Linked DNA regions of Mus musculus: region 2 is linked to region 1. A link is a contact called in public promoter capture Hi-C data. All regions are on one chromosome and are shown on one strand. Each heading gives the region's core, a stretch centred on a gene start, on an enhancer-like site or on the middle of the called end of the contact. The rest is flanking DNA. Distances are from core to core; before and after follow the strand shown.

The links. Capture Hi-C pulls out chosen DNA fragments and counts their contacts.
Region 2: a promoter capture Hi-C map of adipose tissue shows a contact between it and region 1, with 2.3 times the contacts expected there. The contact joins the promoter of Zc2hc1c here to the promoter of Mideas in region 1. A contact is called at or near these places in 1 of 39 promoter capture datasets (liver) and 1 of 9 other capture datasets (adipose tissue).

Annotation. Positions count from the first base shown.
Region 1 is chr12:84,216,664-84,222,191 of GRCm38.p6, forward strand. It overlaps Mideas (mitotic deacetylase associated SANT domain protein), which reads right to left and starts at 2,218. Exons shown (of 13, transcript NM_001163501.1): 1 at 2,112-2,218. It overlaps Gm46319 (synapsin-1-like), which reads left to right. Exons shown (of 3, transcript XM_030247050.1): 2 at 1,487-2,451; 3 at 2,820-2,989. The coding sequence ends at 2,901.
Region 2 is chr12:85,286,322-85,291,767 of GRCm38.p6, forward strand. It overlaps Zc2hc1c (zinc finger, C2HC-type containing 1C), which reads left to right and starts at 2,270. Exons shown (of 3, transcript NM_172414.4): 1 at 2,270-2,464; 2 at 3,231-4,560. The coding sequence starts at 3,250. It also overlaps a transcript of Acyp1 not described here.

The DNA.
Region 1 (5,528 bases), core at 968-3,467:
GTGTTGCTGGAAGAGGGTTTTGAGTTTTCAAATGCCTATACTGGGCTCAGTGCCCCTGATCCCACCCCCACACCACCCCCGCCCCCAAACCTGCTGCTGTGGATTGATCATATCTAAGCTCTCAGCTACTGCTCCAGCGCCATGCCTGCCTGCCTGCTGCCATGCTCCCTGCCATGATGATCCTGGACTCACCCTCTGAAACTGTGAGCAAGTCCCCAATTAAATGCTTTCATTTATAAGTTGCCTTGGTTACGGTGTCTCTTCACATCACTAGAAAAGTAGCTAAGACAGCCTGCTTCCTGCAGGGCAGAATTTGGATAGATATGAAGACCCCTGTCCCTGTAGACAGTACTAGGGAAGTAGGTGTAGGGACCACACTACAGAAAACATGTGAGTCACCCTCAACCCCACACCCATCGGCCACACAGACACATAGTCTCAGAGCCTGGCACATTTCCTTTACCCACTAAGCATGCTTCCCCTTTGCCCAGAACACAATAAAGGAATTAGGACCCACCTAAATGTCTGCAGCTGATCCTTCAAGGCTCAAAGTCTGCCCGGCCAGCTCAGACATACATGACCTGTGACTCCTCTTTATAGCTAGCCCCAATCCTGCAATTCTGCTCATTCAAACAGCCCTTCCGTGAAGACAGGATTGGACAGTCATCTCCTATCTCCTTTTCCTGCTGACGTCATCCCACATTTTCTCAGGACAAGTGAAGGTACAGTTCTTGGCACAATGCTCAGGCTGCCTAAGATATTTATTCTGTAGTAAATAGTAAAGAGAGACTGCTTTCCTGAGTAGCCAGACTCTCAGGAGATCAGCAAGCTGTCGGAGGTTAAGGGAGAGGCAAGGAAACAACCATCCAGCAAAAGTTAAAGGGTAAGAAGAATTCGAGAACAGCAGTTCAGGCCCAGATCTGTCCTAAGCATTTGCAATGCAAATCTGCGTTTTGTTCACCACCACCAAGAGCTTGCACAATAGCGTGTGTATAAACATCCACGCCAACAAAGCCTGACTGTGCAATCACGCAGTAATTACAGACCGGCAGAAAGCTGCTGCTAGGGACTGCACTATTCAAGCTCTAGACATCCCATCTCCAACTGTCCACGGCCTGTACACACATTCCTGCACACATCGCCCTGTCCCCGCCGCTGCTACAGCTTCAGGCACAAACCAAGGAGCCCTGGCGCCAGCTGCTGGGCCACGCCAAGACCCCTGCAACTATGCAAAGATGTCATAAACTTCTCAGCTGTTCTTTAAAGACCCAGAAGCACGAGGCTACCGAGGGCGGGCGGCGGGGAACCATCATCAAAGTTCCCAGGCAAACTCCTGCAGCCCTAGCCGTTTTAGAACACAGAAAAGAACAAGATGCCACGGAGTCCACTGGAAGCGGCTTTCTGGGTTTTATATAGAAAACACTCACATATGTACGTGGGTGTGCTGACAGTTTTTATGGCTAAATTGCAAAGTGTTAGGCCTTAGAGAGCTTACTGTTGGGTTCGGGGCTTGGGAGGGAGGGAGGAAAAGTGTAGAGTCGGGAGGGGCTCGTTTCAAGGAGGCCTGGGGGACAACTCGGGTTTTGCTGGTTGGAAATGGATAGGGCTGTTGACCCAAACTTCTGAGTTGCTCTGCTCTTCGTCACTGCAAGGCCGAGCAAACAAAAGTAGAGGGAAAGTTCCTGTAACTTCCTTCCTGAAACCTGGTGGAGGGCGGCGTAGAGGAAGGGAACGTTTCCCGGGGAAACACCGGGAAGGGCTGGAAAAGCAGCTGCACGCAACCCGAAGAGATGGGGCGCGGGGTGTAGGGCTGGCTCCGGTCGCAGGTCCGGGGAGGCCCCTTCCCGGCATCGCTGCGCTCAGGGGTGGCTCCCTGAGAGGGCTAGGCTGCAGCCAGGCCGGTCTAAGTCCCGAGTCAAAACAACCACCTCAGGGGCGCAACACCGGCCGAGATCTCCGCCACCCTGTCCCTCTCCTGCACCCCCACTCCCAGCGTCCCACGACCCGGCCCGCGCCGCCGAACCCCAACGAATTCCGGATCCCCCCTCCCGCCCCGAGCTCCACGTCGGCGCCCCCCACGGCGGGAAGGCCACCAGGCTCCCGCGACTCACCTGCACGCTGGATCCCTGGGCAGCTCCGAGGGGGCGCGGGACGCAATTCGAGCGCGACCAGCAGACTCAAACTTTGTTGCTCTCGGGACGGCGCAGTCGTCACTTCCTCGCCGAGCAGGCGGCGCGGTCCCGGCTGTGACCCAGCAGCTCGCGCGGCGGCGCGCAGGGCTCTGCAGCCTCCTGCCCCGCCCGCGCCCCGGCTCCGCGCGCCTCCGCGCGGCCCCCAGCCAGACCCTCGGTTCCCGGTGCTGCAGCGGCTGTGGAAGCTTCGTCCCTACCCTCACTCTGCTCTTGGGGAAAGTGCGATCGGAGACTTCCTGCTCTCCCTTGAGTCTAAAAGGTGGCGTTGGAGCCTAGGGGCTGAGTTCAAGGGACCCTAGGGGAAAAAGTCCCCCACCTACATTCCTCCTCCCACGCACGCGCGCGCACACATACAGTCGGGAGAGAGGGGAGAGATAATAAAGGTTTTCATTTCATTTGTTATTTGGACTAGAGAGGACATGTGTGAAAGCAGTGTACTATTTCCCTGAATAATGCTAGGCCAAACTCCAATCTCCCGTCCTCATGTCCCTTACAGGTCTGCACAGTTGTCAGTGGCTTTCCCCGGGTGGCACTTGTACACGATGTTACCATGCATTGTATTTCAGGAACTATGTCATCACCCACGTCGGGTCTGGGAAATAGTCGTTCTGTTCCCTTTCTTCTCAGATCCCCACCTCTTCCTTGTGCACTCAAGTCTCAGAATCTCTGGAGCCTGGTGCGTTCGGGTGTCATCATTAGCCAGAAGTGATTTTACAAGGTGGATCCTGGACGCAGGAGCTTCAGGCAATAGTAATTTTGAAGTTTATCACTGCCCAAAATAAATTTTCTCGGCGTATTAAAACTAACATCAACAGAGAGCTGCCTTTTGAGCCTCTGGCGACCAGTAAGAAAGCAGTTACACAGCAGTGCCCAAAGAAAGACTCCTAATTCCCTTAGGTTGGAGAGAGGACTAGGCTAGCCTTTGCTGTGTGTGTGTGTGGGGGGGGGGGGGGGGGGGGGAGGAGACAGCCAAAACTGCAGGGCAAGGTTTTCCTAACAGAAACGTTTAGTGAGGCAGAAGCTTGCTCTGGAAAACAGGGACCCATAAAAGGCCATTCAGAGACGTCCACTTAAGCTGGACAAAATTTTCCCTTTCCCACTTCCAAACTACTCCTACTAACACATTGGCCTGATAATATCTCCCAGACCTCCCATCTCCTCATTGAAGCCCAGAAAGCCCTCTGCTTGAGTACAGGTTTTGTGTCAAAGGTGATGTAAGATTAATGGAAAACAACATGTGGGGATACCCTCACCCCAAGTCTGCTTAATACCTCAAGAGAAGCCACAGGCTCACCCAAAGATGAGAAGCATGTAGACCCTGACCCAAGCTCTCCTGGCAGCGTGAATTCCTTCATCTTGCAGCTACCAGTGCACTGGGGTCTGCCTTTTACCGAGACATTACTATTACATTACAAACACAAAAAGTGCAGTGAATGGAAAATAATATTGTCTTAAGAAGTAAGTATGTTATAGACTTAAGTATAACTCTTTGACATTTTATTATTTCATCATATGATGGAGTGAAGGTATGGCGGAGGTACTCCTCATTTTGATTTTGGAATAGAAGTAATTCCTTACAGCAATGACCAGGCTTCTGAAGAAAACAGTGTTACTCCGTATTTGCTAAGACTGGAATGGAGTATTTTTTTGTTGTTGTTGTTCAGTATTGTAATTCTAAATCCTCTGTGGTAACTTCATGAATATTCAGTGTTTCTGCATGCCCAGGAGTAATTAGCAGAGCCCACAATGTGTGAAGGCCTGACATTCACATCAGCACATACACAATGCTTTGTCCTTGCCTAGTGTGGCATTTGCTGGAAGTCTCAGGACCCTGTGTGGAGGATGTGGTAGACAGCTCCCTGCCAATGATCTCTGCCGCCTGGCGTTCACACCCTTACACAAGCTCTCGTCCCTAACTCTACTGACTCAGTTCTAACAAACAGAATACGGCAAAAGAAATGTGATGTCATCTGTGAGACTGGGTTATAGAGAAAGCTATGGCTTGCAGCTTGGGTTGTCTCTGTGTCTCAGTCTACCTTGCTCCTTGCAAGGAAGGGAAGACAACCATCGTGTTCTTAGACAGCCCTTGGCAAAGGAAGTGAGAGACCTACCAACAACCATTTGAGTGAGATTGGAAAGGGATGTCTCGCTCATATCCCATGTTATCCAAGCCTTCCAAAGTCTCTTAGCCCAGGAATCAGTTTAACAGTAATCTCAATAGCAACAGCAGTGGAGGTGACGGCGCATGGCTTTAGGTAGGCGGAGTCTACAAAGCTAGTTCTAGGACAGCCAAAGCTACACAAAGAAACCCTGTCTCTTTGAAAAAAAGAAAACAAACAAACACCCGCCACCACACCACCAAAACCCAATAACCTGTCCCAGCTAAGCTACCTGGATGCCTGACTCACAGAAATGGTAAAAACAATGAGAAATGTTTGTTATCTCAAGCCGATCTGTTTGTGAGGATGTGTGTGCGTGTGTTACTTACAGACTGAACCCAGTCCCTTGTGCATGCTAAGCAAGGATCTCAAACACTGAACTACTACGGCATCCCCAGCCATGCTGCTCTTCTAGGGTAGTTGTCGAACAGCTGCAGATTTCTAACATAAAAGCCAGCACATAAGACAGTGGGGGGCCTAAGGACAACCTCACGTGTGCGATGATGGTAACTCCTCCTCTGCACAACAGAACATAAAGAAAAAAAAAAAAAAAAAGCAAGGACCCTGAGCAGATTTAAGTATAATACCTGAATCTGAGCCTTCACTCCTTTTGCTGAACAAAGGTTATCTTTCCATTTAAAACTAGGTCAGAGGGTGTGGACTGCTGCGCCATCCCTGGCAGCCCCGGTATTGGGTGTCACCTACCCCACAGCACATGCAGATGTCTTTGAGTCACAGAAATTTACATCTGTCCATGCATTCCCTTCTTCCTCCCAGGGAATCCATCCTAGCTTCCAAGATGCTGGCACTGAGAAGTTAGGCTTTGCTTCCAGAAGGAAAACATGACAGAAGTGACTTAAAACGCTGGCAGCCAGAAAGGGCAGGTGGCTGGAGACGTTTCTGAAACCCAGGAGTTGGCCTGGGATGTAGTTCAGTAGTAGAGCTCTTGCCTAGCATGTCTGAAGTCCTGGGTTCAAGTCTGCCCCCCCCCCCAGACCACCAAAAGACAAAACAGAAAAAATAAAGCAAAGAAAGTTAAGCTACTTTGGGCTAGGGAATATTGCCCATGCCTAGCAAAGCATACAGTTTTATGTTTGATTCCCCAGCCCACCCACCCCCTCAAAAATAAATTAGCTAACACAACTGAATTCAAAATAAAAACTGAAAGTCATACCTG
Region 2 (5,446 bases), core at 1,020-3,519, 1.1 Mb after region 1:
GAATCTAGGGCTCCTAAGGAACTGTCATGAGGAGGTGCCAGGCGGATAGTTGGAGAGACACTATTGCTAAGCAGGGCATATTTTAGACAAGAGTGAGCCCCCAAATTTCAGATCTAATAAAAATCATAAGGAAGAGATTACTTAGAACTGCAGAACTGCATATACATCAAAAATAGGAGCACTCAGGGGAATATCTAAACTTAGAAGGCCAGTAAGGGAGTTAAGTATATTCCAATATACTTATTGCATAAATGCCAGAAGATATAAATGCCAGAAACCTTAAATAGATGGAACAGGACTGAGAAAAAGAAACCAAGAGGACACAGGAGTAGTGAGAACTGAGTCTTGAGGGAGTGGATGATCAATATTGCTGAGTGAACAGGCTCCAGAAATAGAAGCTTGCCCGAGAAGGACTCTATTAGCTGCGTAGTGAGAGAGAGAGAGAGAGAGAGAGAGAGAGAGAGAGAGCCAGACCACAGGGGCCAGAACAAAGAGGAAAGATAAGGAAAAGCTGTGTAAGTGTGTAGAGTTTGCAATCAGCTGAGGTGTGTTGGACATGCTGCACATCTCTAACTCCAGCTCTTTGAAGGCAGAGGCAAGAGAATTTCTTTGAGTTCAAGGCTAGCCTGGAGTATGTAGAGAGCTCCAGACCAACCACAAAACAAACACAAACAAAGAAGCCAACCAAAGCAAAATAAAGGAGGGGGAGGGAGAGGGGGAGGAGGGAGAGGAGACGGAGAAGGAGAGAAAGAAAAAGAACTTGAGGTGTCCTGTTAGGTAGCTCTCAATTGTCATGACTTCAGGTCTAGGGGTTCCATTGCCATCTTCTGGCCTTCCCAGGCACTGCACACACAAGGCATATATTCACATAGACCTCGGAGTTTCTCTCTTCCTCTCTCTCTCTCTCTCTCTTCCTCTCTCTTTCTTGTGTGCGTGTGCGTGGGGGCGGGGGGGGGGGGGAGGGAGGAAAGGCCTATATGCCTATACCCAGCCTGGGAGAATCTGAGACAAGAGGATTAAGTAGGCAGGAGGACTAACTAGTGCTAACCATAGACTAAATAGGGAGCCTGTCTCAAAACAAACAGCAAACAAAACAAAACAGAAGAGACTCCAGTGGGATCCTAACACAGAGAGAGACAGACCCAGGGATGGGAAGGGGAACTTTTCTTGCACAAGGAAGTTATGTATACTTGAACACTAGAGATTCAGGGGGAGAGTATGGAAACGAGTTAGAAAAGATGTATGGGAAAACCCATAGAAGCTGACTGAGGCAGGGTCCTAGTCCGTGGGAAACCTCTGCAATGTGGAGAAGGCCGAAGAGCCAACTGGGAATGAAAAGAATGACTGACAATCTGCCCTAGAGAGTCCACCAAGGAATTTTTTTTTGTAGCGCATAAAAGCTGACATCTGATCTGTTGTATTAACGAGACTGCTGTCTACTTTATTTCCCACGTGCTCGAATCTTCTGTGTAGTTACAAGAAAAACGGAGCTATCTGTTCCAAAACAGCTTATCCAAATGAACTGAAGCACGAAGAAGACAAATAAACTCTCTTCTGTTGTCAAAAAGTTACAGAGGACCATTTAATGTTGAAATCAAGTTATGTTCATTACTGTTGATCTGGTTGTTAACTTTATTATTGTTACTTTTGGCTGAGTCATTCCTGGGCCCTAAGTAGTAACGGTCACGTGAGAGTGAAACGTTATAATAGCAAAATGATTAGATTGGCCATAGAAACTACCCTGGGACTATAACACGTAGTGAAATAATAGTAAAGCTAATATAATAGCAAGCGCCAAAGCATTGCGAGGGAAGACAGCCCGGAGCATGTAGCCTGGAGCTCTTACATAGCCCTACCTGGGGCCTGAGCGCAGTAGCCGAGCGCACTCAGAAGGGTGATCAGCAGTCCCACTCCCGCTAGCTGGACAGACTCCCGAATCCTGGGGCGGGATGATTCCGCAGCCCATCTAGGGGCTCCACCCTTCTCCAGACAAGGGCACACCCTAAGGTCTGGGAGCTTCATTCTCGGAGAAATCCAAGTTCTTCTTTGATGTAGCCCCAGAAAAACCTCTCCAACCCCTCCCCAAGGGAAACGCTGATCTGAGCTGCGGAGTTGGCTGCACCTCGACAAGTGACCCGACTGCACCCGTACTCCACCTCCCTTCCCTCCTCCCCTCCCCACCTCCCTCCCCACCTCCCTCCCCACCTCCCCGCACTCCCTCCACCACCTCCCTCCGTCCCTCCAACCCAATCTGCCCCGGCGGCTTTCGGATTGCTTGTGGACTGCGCCTGCGCACATCTGGAGCTAAAAGTTCTCAACCAGAGGCGGTGCTCTGGTCTCCAGGCAACGGGATAACAGAGGTGGACAGAGAGCGCCTGCGTGGACGGCGGTTGGGTTTAGTCAGGTGTGGAAAACTAGGTCTTGGGGATTTTCCCTGAGCTGGAGCGGCCCCCGAGCGCCTCAGGTACGCCGAAAGGGGAGATACTGAGACCTCCCGAGGGGTTGGAGAGTGAGAGTTTATCCCTAGAGGCCGGGTCCCAGTAAGGACTCCCGTTTGACCCTCTGGGACAGAACATGACTCTGGAGTTCCGGATCCAAAGCGGGCTGGGGCGCTCAGGTGTCTGTCACCCCCTCTCCCAACACACTCTCTTTACAAGCCTGGTGCGGTTTGAGCCATAGAGCATCTTTGCATGAGGGCTTGACAGCCGGGCACCTGCTTCAGGCCCGGGTGGCTCGTGCTCTTTGTAGTTTGTAGCAAGGGGAAAGTCCAGGGAGTGCTTTGGGCCAGGCCCTGTCGCCAGGCCACTGTTCTCACCCCGTAAAACCGTGGGACTGGACTCAGAGCGGCCTCTGCAATTTACAAGAACCCGGGGCTGGTAAGAGCAGGTTGCCTGTTTTGTGTCACGGACGACCTTCTATCTAAAGCTTTTCCCACCCATTCCATAAATGGTGTAGAGCAGGTCATCTACAGGCCTGGAGGAAAGTCAGTGGCAGAACACCTGTGTCACGTCCATTCTTTGGTCCTCGGGGCTTAGCAATGTCTGGCCTGGCACATAACCATCACTCCCTAAATGCTTATTGAAAGAATGTCCTGGCAGAGCCAACACCACAGTCCCGAGAAACGTTTAAAGGGAATGTGGGTAGGGCAAATGGACAAACAGTTTACTCTAGCAGCCGGGAGTGAACCTCAGACAAATTCTTCACATGTATCTGCTTTAAATCTCCCCTAGGCTTCGGTCCAGGCACTGAATGGCTGGTCTCCAGTTGGCTCCACATCTGCCTGTGGGCGTTATGTTCCCACATAATAAAACAGAAGCTCCTGGACTCCACTCAGCTAAGCACGACCCTTACGAACAAAGTGACTCTTCCCAGCGGCCCTCGATGGGACATTTGAGGAATAGTTTCCAGTCGAAGCTTTGGAGCAACACAGAAATGGAGCAGGAGGACGAGGTCTCCACCCGCCCCAAAAGGAACGTCTGCACAAAAGCCCGGAGGCACTCCTGTCCCCACAGTGCAGGAATCAGGCAGCAAGGCTCAGGGAACAATGCCCAGGGCCAAGGAAAGGGTCTGTTTTACTTGTCTAGTCCGACACCCCGGTATCCCAAAGCAAATGACCAGGACTTCATTCCCTTTAGGAGGAAACGAGTGGGAGTGGATCGGGCTTACCCACTGAAACCCATGGTCCACCGGAAGTCACATAGTACAAGTGATGCGGGCGCAGACGGGGACCAGAATGGCTACCCAAGACTCCCTGACTCAAGTGAGTTTTCAGACAACAGCTTTGGTTTAAGGAGCTGGGTGAATTCATCTCTTCTTGCCTCTGTGCAGGCAGAGAAGGTCGTGGCGGAGCTCCATAGGACCGAGTGGACCCAGATCCAAAGGCTCGAAGCTGCAGGGGAGAGTTTACAGAAGGAGATCCGCAGAAAGGAGATTCTCCTACAAGAAAAGCTGAAGAAGACAGAGGAGGGTCTTCGAAGGATGCAGAAGGAAAAGAAACAGGCCATTTTCCAGGAAGACAGAGAGCTACAAAGGATGGTACTACCTAGAAGGAGGGTTCGAGATGGTGACCATGACACCCCACACAAACCCTGCTTGTCCCCAGAGTTCAGGTCTGAGGTATTCAGTAGAAACAGGGGAGAGGATCAAACTTGTGATCAGGCTCAGGAAAACCCTAGTCCACGCCAGCTCTCTGATTATGAACTCCAAAAGCTCAAAAGGGAAAGACTGATGGCCAGTAACAGTAAAATCCGAGATCAAGACGCAGGACCCTCAGCAGACGCGTTCTTTCAACCGGCAGAGGAGCTGGGCAGTACACTGCAGGAGTCAAGTCGGTCCGGGACACCAGGCTCCTCTGGGTCCAGCTCCTCCACAGAAGAGCCAGAGCTGGCCAAGTGCAGCCACTGTGGACGATCGTTTCTTTCCCTCAGGCTGCAGAGACACTCCACCGTCTGTGGCAAGATGCAAGGGTCCAAAAGAAAAGTGTTTGACTCTTCCAGGGCCCGGGCGAAGGGCACAGAACTAGAGCAGTACTTGAACTGGAGGGGACCAGCCACAGCCAAGGTAATAAAAGCCTCCTAGATTTGACTCTGTGCAGGGGTGCGTGGAATGGCCTGCTACGCCCTCACTGGTTTGCTTGTGGGAACTGGGGTAGTGTAGGACGGAGGGGAGAATCAGGATTTCTGTTTGCCTAGTCTCTCTAGTCAGAGCTTTGTGTAGGAGCCTCACAGTTCTGTGAGGGTAAGAATCTTATTGTGTCCGTGGGAATGTCATTACATTCATTCAAAAACCAAGGCCTAGGCTTCCCCTAAACGGATACGTGTCTGCACGCTCGTGCACATGCTTGCACACACATTGGACAGTTTAAGTAGATTCTTATCTTTCAGTGATGTCCTCAGAGACCCATGGGTAGTAGATCTACAGTCAATTGCTAATCAATAGCTCTTGCTAGTTACTATCCTAACACCTTTATGAATAGATAAATCTTAACTTTAATTGACCCCAAAATCCAGACTTCAAAATGTATGTCCTTTTGATTATTATAAAAATGAATTCGTGTTTGCTGCAGGAAAAAAATATTACACTTAAAACTTGCATTTAAAAAAACAACTATAAAATGTGTATTTTCTTGATTTATTGGGGAATTCCTTGTGTTTTCCATCTGTTACCATTCTCAGCAGGCTCTTTCAAAATTAGTTCCACTTTGATGTCCTTTGTTAGTAAATTCAAGAAACACATGTAAGTTTGAATCCTCCACCCACTAGTTAGAGTAGTAATACTATAGAGATAAAAGTACCTTTTCCCCTATATCTCAAAAACATCTCTCACTTTAAAAAACTCAAGTGGAACCAGCTCAGGCTAAATTAGCCCAGTTAATTAGTTACAGGCTAATTTAGAGCCACCTGGAGATGGTTGCTCCATAACCAACCTTCAAGGGCACTGTGCCACT